2 separate regions of the Mus musculus genome follow, and region 1 is linked to region 2. A link is a contact called in public HiChIP or PLAC-seq data. All regions are on one chromosome and are shown on one strand. Each heading gives the region's core, a stretch centred on a gene start, on an enhancer-like site or on the middle of the called end of the contact. The rest is flanking DNA. Distances are from core to core; before and after follow the strand shown.

Region 1 (5,139 bases), core at 1,401-3,900, 240 kb after region 2:
GACACAGGGGTAGGTGACGTGTCCACACGATTCCTGATGTACATGTCTAGGTCCCAGTGTATCTGTGGCAGAAAGGCACATAACTGTCACAAACTGTCCTTGCAAAAGACAGGTGTTCTGGCTAGTCCTTTGTCAACTTGACATAACCTAGAGTTATCTGAAAGAAGGAAACCTCAGTTGAGAAAAATGACTCTATAAGATCAAGCTGTAAGGCATTTTCTTAGTGATTGAGGGGGGAGGGCCCAGCCCACTGTGGGCAGTGCCATCCCTGGGCTGGTGGTCCTGGGTTCTACAAGAAAGCAGGCTGGGCAAGCTACAGGGTACAAGCGAGTAAGCAGCATCCTTCCATGGCGTCTGCATCAGCTCTTTTCTCCAGCTTCTGACCTGTTTGAGTTCCTGTCCTGACTCCCTTAAAAGATGAACCGTGATATGGGAGTGTAAGCCAAATAAATCATTTCCTTCCCAACTTGCTTTTTGATCATGGTGTTTCATCATAGCAACAGAAATCCTAACTAAGACCACAGGCAATCTGGAATGGACAGAGCCTGATACAAGGCTTCAAAGAAGCAATACCCTTCTTAGGGCAATATTCTGAGCCAGGTCCAAGACACACAAGGGCCAGCCTTAAAGAGGAATGCTGGCTCCAGCAAAGGTAGTAGGTCAAGCATGACCCGCACAATGGTCACAGTACACAGGGCTTTGGGTATGCCGGTAAGTTCCATCCTGTGTACCATATGCAGAACTTCAGGTCTCAGATCACTGGACCTTGCTCCCTTGAGCAGAAAAGCTTAGCCAAAAAAGCACCATGTGCACTGAGGAAAACACCCCGAGAAAACACAAGGAAATGAGAGGAAGGGAAGGGTAATCCTTTTCTCACCGGTTCACCCCAGTTCATCCTGAGTTCTGAGTGGTCCCACTGATACCACGGATCCCTCTCATGCTGTGATCGGTTGGGGAGCATCGGGTAGTCGCCATACCTGAGAGAGACAGCGAGAACCTCTGGAAAGGGCTGTGGTAGTCCCTGACAATTCAAAGCCCTCGCCCCAAAGATCAGAAACAAATCGACATATATATAACTACATCACTTAGAATAGAAGAACTTGCCCCCAAATCAAGATGTCTTAGCACTAAGCACAGAACCAAAGAGGTCCAAAATATAGTTAGAGGTTATGTCAAATCCTGAAACAATATGGCCTTATCTTCTCTTACAAAGAAAAGTCACACAACTCAGAACTAAAGGGAATTTAGCAATCAACTACACCCATATTGGTTGGATAAAACAAAATAGGTACACATTAGAAAAGGCTTTTCTTCTCCATAGCTACTATGTTTCTTAACCACAAGTTGATGTATACCCTCATGCTTCAAACACCTCCTTGGAGGTCTCCCTTAACTTGGTTTTCCCCCCTAAAAATCCAAGGTCACCTTATACAGACTACTGCCCAGGCTGTTCTAGTCCACAACAAAGTAAAAAACAGACAATGGAAACTGGACACGTGTCAAAAAAATGATTGGAAAATAAAAAGAAAAGAAAAATGCTAACACAGGAAGTGACGATGATGTTTAACCACTATTCATAATTAACTTTGTTACAGGGGATAGATAGAGGGCCAGAAGGGACTAACACCAACTGAAGAATGAAGGCTGACATGGAGTGTAATCTGCTTAACCATCAGTGACATTTTCATATGCCTAATGGCAAAAAACAAACAAACAACCCCCTCCCCCAAAAAAGCCAGACATACACAAATATAGAGTACCCCAACCTCAGCAAGGTTCTCAGGACAGGGGTCCAGCTCCCGCCTGGTCAGCACCTGAGCCCAGCAGATGCTCAATCTAAATGAAACGCAGTGCTCTGGATGGAGCCATGGAAGAATCTCACTATTCTGGAGTCCTCGAGGGAGCTATGATAACCTCGGCTTCCTCATTTGAGCAAACAGCCTGAGCCAAGCAAAAAAAATGGAAGTCTTCTCGGCTGCAGCGGCTCAGCCACCCACTCCCACCTCCCCCAACCTAGAAAAGCACCCGCACTAATGACTCTGAGGGGTCACTACAAGGATCCGGGAGAAAACGCCTGGGTCGCACCACCCAATCCAACCGCCTTCACCGCTCCTGACCCGAGTCCTCTACCTCACTCACCCCATGCCATCATCGGGGTATGGCTCGTAGTCTTCCACTCGCATGTTATACTTCTTGGCGGCCGCGGCGCGTTCCTCTGGGGTCCTAGGATATGACCCCGGCAACATGTCCTTGGTCATATGGAAGGCTGGACGCAGAGGGATGCAGGTCAGATGGACACGGTGCTTTAGGCGCCCACCCAGAAAGGACTAAGCCGCAGTGACTGCAGAGGCTGTCGTTTCGCACCTTGCCGGACTACAGCAACCCTGTATCCCTTCTTTGGGCACACGAATCCACCGCGACCTCCCACCCCTTACCCCCAGCCAGGACACCTCCGCCACCGTCCCAAGGATGCCTCCATCCCGAAGCAGTAAACTTCAGGCACCCGCTTCCCACACCGTGCAGACCTCTCCGTGCCTCCAGTGGCACCACGCCCCGGGTTGTCCTCTGCAGCCATCGGACTCCCAGGGCCGCAGCCCGGGCGGCAGCCATCTTCACCTTCTCCGCGGTTCACTCTGCACATGCGCAAAAGCGGGTCACGGTGGCTGAGTCGGGCCAAACGGCGATCTCCGAAGCCAGCGCAGAAGTCCCGGCATCAAGCTGGGCGGGCTTTATTTAAATATGCTGTAGAGCCTGGACGGTGAGCGGCTGATGAGGTGCCAGGACAGACAGCAAGGAGAGAAAACAAAGCTACTGCTTACTTGATATTGCAAGTTACTGTATTCCTTTTCGCCTTCAACCGACTGAGGCCCTTTCGGGGCTGCGCCAGCCGAATATCTCAGACCGCTGTGCAAAGTAAAACCAGCCTTCTGTCCTCACACACAGTCCTTTTTCACATTTAGCTCTTGGTTTTGTTTGATCCTTTCTCCAAATCTCTTTCCTTATATACTCAAAGTTGTCTCAGTTCATCTAAATGTCTCAATCACCTCAACCCAACAAATACAAAAACCAAGCCGATTACTGGAGGCGGCTCGCCTGACCCAGCCCCAAACCTCCCATTTTTCAGGAAAAAAAAAAACAGATTTCAAACAGAAAGACCATAATTAACAAACTCTTAACACAGACTGGGAGACATGTTTGCATACTATTAAGTTTTCGTTTTATTTGTACAAGTAGGGTTTGGATATATTACACATTTTGAGTATGCACGTATTTCCATCAACTCTTTAGACACAATTACTGTAATAGAATCCCTTCTCAAATGTATACCAGATCGACAAACACAGGCGTGTACTATTCAACATATAGATTTGGGGAGGCCTACTGCAGTGCATTTTATCCTCTTGTAGTATCATTAGACATCATCAGAATTAATTTGACAGCATCTGCATTTAACTAATAGCAAACCCTGATCTCATGTTGCTTAAAAGCAATGTTGGTATAGGTTATTCATTTGTTTTTTTTTTATATTGTTTATATAGAACATAGCATATTCTTTTTTAAGAAGAAAATTATATGTATGGGTGTTTTGCCCACATGTGTGTTTGCACTCCACATGCATGTGGTAGTGGAGGAGACCAAAGGGCAGCAGATCCCCCTGGAACTGGAGTTTCAAAGAATCCACAGTTACCGTGGATTGTTGGCCTTCATTCAGGTGCTGGGAATTGAACGCTGGTCCTGGATCCTCTGTCCTCTGGAAGAACAGCCAGTACTCTTAACCCCCGAGACATCTCTCCAGCCCCACAGTGTACTCTTATGTGATGGTATATGCCTTTTGTAAAGTCAACACTTGAGAAATGAAGACAAAAAAAAAAAAAATCAGGAGTTAAGGCCAGCCTGGGCTACATAATGAGTCTAAGGCATATCTGGGCTATGTGAGACTGTGGCGGGGGTGGGGTGGGGGAGAAGTGTATAATGATTTTTAAGTGTATATTACAAACGTGTGTGACTATTACTTCTATCTAGATCTAAAACATTTCATCACTGCCCCAGAGAAATCTCATACCAATTAGCATATTCCTCTACTTCCACACATTGGCAAACACTAATCTACTTTCTGTTTCTATGTTTTTGCCTAAGCAGTATGTGATGGTGTGTATATGCTTGGCCCAAGGAGTGGCATGATTAGAAGGTGTGGCCCTGTTGGAGTAGGTGTGTCATTGTGGGTGTGGCTATAAGACCCTCATCCTAGCTGCCTGGAAGCCAGTATTCTGCTAGCAGCTTTCAGATGAAGATGTAGAACTCTCAGCTTCTCCTGCACCATGCCTGCCTAGAGGCTGCCATGTTTCTGCCTTGATGATACTGGACTGAACCTCTGAACCTGTAAGCTAGCCCCAATTAAATGTTGTCCTTTATAAGAGTTGCCTTGGTCATGGTGTCTGCTCACAGCAGTAAAACCCTAAGACACAGTATATGTATAAAAATGGAATCTTCTTATAATATGTGGACTTTGTATCTATCTTCTTTCTCATAATGTGAATATATCCCAATATATATTAATATATCATTTTTATGAATAAATGATAATCTACTGTACACTCTGTACATTTACTATTTAATGGACTTTGGGTTGTTTCCAATTTGGAGTTGTTGTGAATAAAGTTACTGTAAAATGCTAGTACGCATCTTTTTATGAGTTTACATAGCGTATTTTTTTTTCTTTTTCCTATGAGTTTGTTTTGCTCTTTGGTCTTGTTTGTTAGCTCCTTGAGGCAAAGGTTTCACTCTGTAACTCAGGGTGTCCTTGAATTCACTTTAAAGCTCAGAATGGCCTCAAATCCAAGTCCCTCCTGCCTTGGCCCACCAAGTGCCCGGGTTACAGGGACACACATCATTTCAAGCTTGGATGTATGTTTTCAATTCTCTCGGCTACATCCTTAGAATAGATCTGCACACTGGGGATACCTTGTATGATTCACTTACTGAAAATCTCCCAGATTGCTTTTCAAGGCAGCCGCACCATTTCCTATTTCTCCTGGCAGCTGAAGAGCCAGCTCCATGTCTTCCTGCCCTCACTAATGCTTGCTACTGACTTCTGTCTTGACTAGTCCCGTGGATGTGGCTGCATCTTTCTCGCTCTGA
Region 2 (4,668 bases), core at 1,840-4,339:
GGGAGCGCCTCAGAGTGGTAGCTGAGTTCATTTAGAGGCAGCAGGAGTGGTGTGGCGATACTGCAGTCAGGCTCCACAGAATCCAGGCACCCTCTCCCTGCATGAGCTTACTGTGTTCTGGAACCAAACAATCTATCCAGCTCCCATTCTTGCTGTGACCTACCACACCCCAGTTTTACACCCACCTCTCAGACCACATAAATAGTGCTGGCATTTTCTCTCCTCGCAACTACAGTCTGGCTGCCTGTAAAGGACTGAGCACTATTATAACTAAGGGCAGCTTCCATTAATTGCAAATGTCTCCCTGCACTTCAATAGTGGCGCTCAGTGGCAAATGTCACGGGAAGTGGGCGTTCTCTTCGGTGACCTGTGCTTAATGTTCTATGCAACAAAGAAAGCACTGAGTTTTGGACAATGAATTCTGAGCACACGCCATAAATCCCAAAGATAAACTCCCTAAGGGACAGAGATTCTGCCCTGAAGTTGCTGGAGGCAGAAAGAGCCCTCCTCCTCTGGTGAGCACTCCTCCCACGCTATCTGCCCGGGGAACAGCAGAGAGCTCACAAAAGGGCAGTGTGTGCTGTGCTGACTCATGGTGATTTTGGTGCTGGGGACATCCAAGAGTCCATTGGCATCTTGGCCATTTTCCACTGAGAACAATGAGTAGTCAGGGTCAGGCCTTGAAAGACTTTGTGAACAAGAACAGCAAACGAGAGAAAACTGGTTGTCAAAGGCATGGCAGGCCCAGAACCACGCCTGGCTGTATTCTTACGATTTCTTTTTTTCTTTTTTCTTTTTCTTTAGAAGTGGAGGGTGAGGGTAAGAATTCTCCTCTGAGACTCTTTGGGTTAGTTATGCCTGTTAACTGAAGCAGCATTTCTTTGGCGTAGAAGCAACTTACACTGTAAAAATAAGGCTCTGTTTACTCTTGCCATGCTTGTAAGATGCCCTGGATTGCGTCCCCAACACTGGAAAAACAAAAACAAAAAACCTAACTAAGTGAATAAATGACATCATAAAAGCATCATTTTAAAGGTCCCAAATCCATGACCATGGCGCATGAATTTATATACTTATACTGTTTAGCCACCGCCATTTATTACTATTATTAGTTATTAATTAATCACCTGGTTTTCAGACAAGGTTTCTCTCAGTATCCTTGGCTGTCCTGGAATTCAGTCCGTTAGACCGGACTCTCTCTCTCTGCATCTCTAGTGCTGCTATAAGAGATGTTTATCACTATACTGGGCCTCATCTTTAGTTTTAAAAAAATGTCATTATCCTCACCCCAAAAGGAAACACTATTCCCATTCGAATGACTCCTCATGACCCTCCCACTGTATCAACAACCAATATGCTGCCTATGAATCGGTTGTTGTTTATGTCGGAGAAATAGCCATACTGTGTGTGTCTGGTAGCCTCCCTGCATGACATTCTGTGTGTCTCTTTGTAACAGGTCCCCCACCGCCCCCCCCCCCCAACCTGGTCCTTAGTTGGCTCCCAAATCTTAACACAACTAACATGGTGAAGTGATAGAAGTACTATTCAGGTCATGGAACCCAGCACATAGGCAGCACCACCCGCCAAAATGAAAACAAAGATCTAATTCATCAAAGGCCATAGCTCTGGGAAGTCTGTAAATGTACTAGCCTTGCTTTTTGGCTTCTGTAGTTCCCCTTCTGGCTAACTGTTCTTGCTAAATGTGTCAAACAAAGACATGTTTTGTATTGTGTGTGTGTGTGTGTGTGTGTGTGTGTGTGTGTGTGCTTAAAAGCTTGCCCTGAGAGAGCTGAAGAGATGGAACAGCAGTTCAGAGCATTGACCGCTTTGCCCAAGGTTCTAAGTTCAATTCCCAGCAACCACATGGTGGCTCACAGTCATCTGTAATGGGATCCGATGCCCTCTTCTGGTGTGTCTGAAGACAGCTACAGTGTACTCATATTAAAAAAAAAAAATACAAAAAAAATGCCATAAGCCGGGCGTAGTGGCGCACGCCTTTAATCCCAGCACTTGGGAGGCAGAGGCAGGCAGATTTCTGAGTTCGAGGCCAGCCTGGTCTACAGAGTGAGTTCCAGGACAGCCAGGGCTACACAGAGAAACCCTGTCTCGAAAAACCAAAAAAATAAATAAATAAATAAATAAAATAATAATAATAATAATAATAATTAAAAACAAACATCTCACCCCGAGAAAGGCTCAAGTCTGTAAGTACCAGCCAGCTAATAGACTTTCTACTGGCTTAAATCTGTGTCTAAGTCATTTCTTTGATTTATCTTCTTTGATCGATTCCTAACATTTTCACACTGGCACAAATCAGTTTTTAACTCCTCATTATGATTAACAGTCCATTGTATTTATGGGGAGCAGTTGAGTTGTCCCCCCCTTTCGGCTTCTATGAATAGTATGCTCTGCACATTTGTGTGTGTATATTCTAGCATTTGCTCTCTGTCGATTTGTGTACACAGGAATGGGATTTCTTCTGTAATAATTCTGTTTAACTTTTTTTTTTTTTGAGTAAACAGTTTTCAACAGCAGTAATGGACAGTGTCACCCACCCTTCACCATAACATTTCTCCTTTTTTTTTTCTTTTTTCTTTCTGCTTTCGGGGAAGGCCAGACCCCATGGAGTAAAGTAGAAGCTCTGCTTCCAGTAGCAAGATTGCTTTAGCCAAAGCCTCAAACCGTGCCTCCAACCTCGCCATTTCCAGGAGCAGGCAGTGTGGCTACCTCCCTGGATCACTAACGCACCTCCCACCCCACTGCGGCCAAACACACATACACAGCCCTGTGACATCATAAATTACTGTCCTGGTGACCGTACATGGAGCCCTACCAAACTCCAACTCAGGTTAAGCTGAGTGCCTGAAATAGAAGCAACATGCAACGCTCTTCCTCCAGTCCTGGCCCTCTGCCAGTGCCTGCCCGGGAGAGGTCCAGCTAGGGTGAGGAAAAGCAAGGGTCAGGCGTGCGGGCCCCTCCCGGGGTTACTCTGGGTTAGCATTGGCCCCAGATTCACTCGCGTTCACCAGGCCCAAAGCGCCTGACCCCTCGCAGCCAATCAGCGGCCTCACCGGGCTCTGCACGCATCGCTCCAATCAGGATGCGCTGCTCCTGAAGCTAGCCGGTGTACCTTGCAGTCACAGATGGAGGCTAGCCCAGTCCCTGACCTCACAACCCCCCCCCCCCCCCCCGCCTCCGCTCCCCGGACCTTGAATGTGGGCTCTGGTCGCCAGCTTTCGCCAAGGAAGGGGGTGGGGGTGTGTGCTGGCAAAGCAGCGCACGTTTTTTTTTGTTTTTTTGTTTTGTTTTTTTCCATCTACGTAGTGCAAACGCTTATGGAGGAGGAGGCAGAGCTAGGACTTAGCAAAACAGACCTCAGATTGGGTCATGGTGTAGAGGAGAGCACTCCGAAAAGCACAGCATTAATGTGATCAGGAACTTTCCAGGCTGATGTCAGCAGGCATGAAGGGGCGTGGAGTGGGCAGTGGGAGGAGAAAATGCAGGGGAGGCGGTGAGAGTCTGGAAATCTCGATATTTAAGAAACTTACTGTGATAGCAGAGGGGACCACAGGGGCTGGAAGCCTTATTCCAGGCTTTGAAAAGACTCCGATGGGGGCATGGGGAAGGAAAAGGAAGGACACATCTGAAAAGTATTTTTGGAGCAGAGTAGACATTCAGATGCTGGAATGGTGAAGTGGATGCAGGGTGGGAGGGGCACCCATGACAGGCTTTTAGCTCGAGTCGCTCTGCAGGGGCAGCCTCTGCACCAACTTAAAATAAGAAGCTTGAAACAAAGCAGGCTTGGACTGGGAGCGGGAAGTTAGTATTTAACACGGGAGTGGGAGTTGTACAAAGTTTGCTGGGATTAAAGGCAGTAATCACCACACATAATCTTAACGTGCCCTTAAATGTGGCTTGCAAGAATTGCATTGAGAATTTTTTTTTTCTGTCTCCATGTTCATCAGGGGAAAAAACGGCTGACAATTTTCTTTTTTAAAAATGTGTGTGCTCTGAACCAGTTTTTATATCAAGGTAATGCAGACTTGGCAGGGTGAACTTGGTAGTGTTCTGTATACCATATGAAACAGTTTAAGGAGCTTGGTTATTACCTCTTCCTTAAAGATTTGATAAAACTCGGCAACGAGTCAGTCTGGTGCTACATTTTGACTTTTGGGGAAACTTTTGGTTACTGTCTCAGTCTTGTTGACTTTTTAAAAAAATGATTTTAGAGCTTTATTATAGAAAGACAGGGGGAAAGAGAGAAGGTAGAAAAGAGAGAGAAGAAAGGCTAGAGAATAAAGAGGGAGAGAGAGGAGAGGAGAAGACAAAAAGAGAGAGGAGTGAGGAGTAAGAGCCGTCTTGTTGATTGTTATGAATCCATTTTAATCGTTTATGTCCTTTTGGCTTGATTTTGTGAGTCCTCTATGACTAGGAGTTTATTTATTTCTTCAATGCCTGCTAATGTATTGCCAATGATCATGGAACTGAAGATGGTTAAAAACTACTTTAGAATGTTAGGAAGTGAAGCTAGTGCACACCTTTCATTCCAGCACTCGGGAGGCTGAGCAAGGTGGAGTTCTGAGTTCGAGGCCAGCCTGGTCTACAGAGCGAGTAAAATAAATAAAAAAGACTGTTAGGAAGTTAAAAGCTATTTAAGGAGCACGTGGG

Evidence for each region. HiChIP or PLAC-seq counts read pairs in DNA pulled down with a chosen protein or histone mark.
Region 1: a contact with region 2 is called in a FOXA1 HiChIP or PLAC-seq map of pancreatic cancer cells. The contact joins the promoter of Ndufb8 here to the enhancer-like site in region 2. A contact is called at or near these places in 13 of 39 promoter capture datasets (the 3T3-L1 cell line, 3T3-L1-derived adipocytes, the C10 cell line and 8 more), 13 of 484 Hi-C or Micro-C datasets (3T3-L1-derived adipocytes, the C10 cell line, CD4 T cells and 10 more), 7 of 115 datasets of contacts at active chromatin or transcription factors (the NIH/3T3 cell line, effector CD8 T cells, embryonic hindbrain and 4 more) and 2 of 9 other capture datasets (adipose tissue and liver).

The regions. Positions count from the first base shown.
Region 1 is chr19:44,552,792-44,557,930 of GRCm38.p6, forward strand. It overlaps Ndufb8 (NADH:ubiquinone oxidoreductase subunit B8), which reads right to left and starts at 2,651. Exons shown (of 5, transcript NM_026061.3): 1 at 2,526-2,651; 2 at 2,140-2,266; 3 at 878-977; 4 at 1-62. The coding sequence starts at 2,610.
Region 2 is chr19:44,311,607-44,316,274 of GRCm38.p6, forward strand. No RefSeq gene overlaps it. Among named protein-coding and RNA genes, the nearest start is that of Mir5114, 11 kb to the left of the region's middle. Within about 2 kb of position 3,090, at least 328 of the 459 cell types and tissues checked have an H3K27ac peak or open chromatin away from gene starts, as enhancers often do. A contact at or near this core is called in 3T3-L1-derived adipocytes, CD8 T cells, the NIH/3T3 cell line and 15 more, where this site is marked.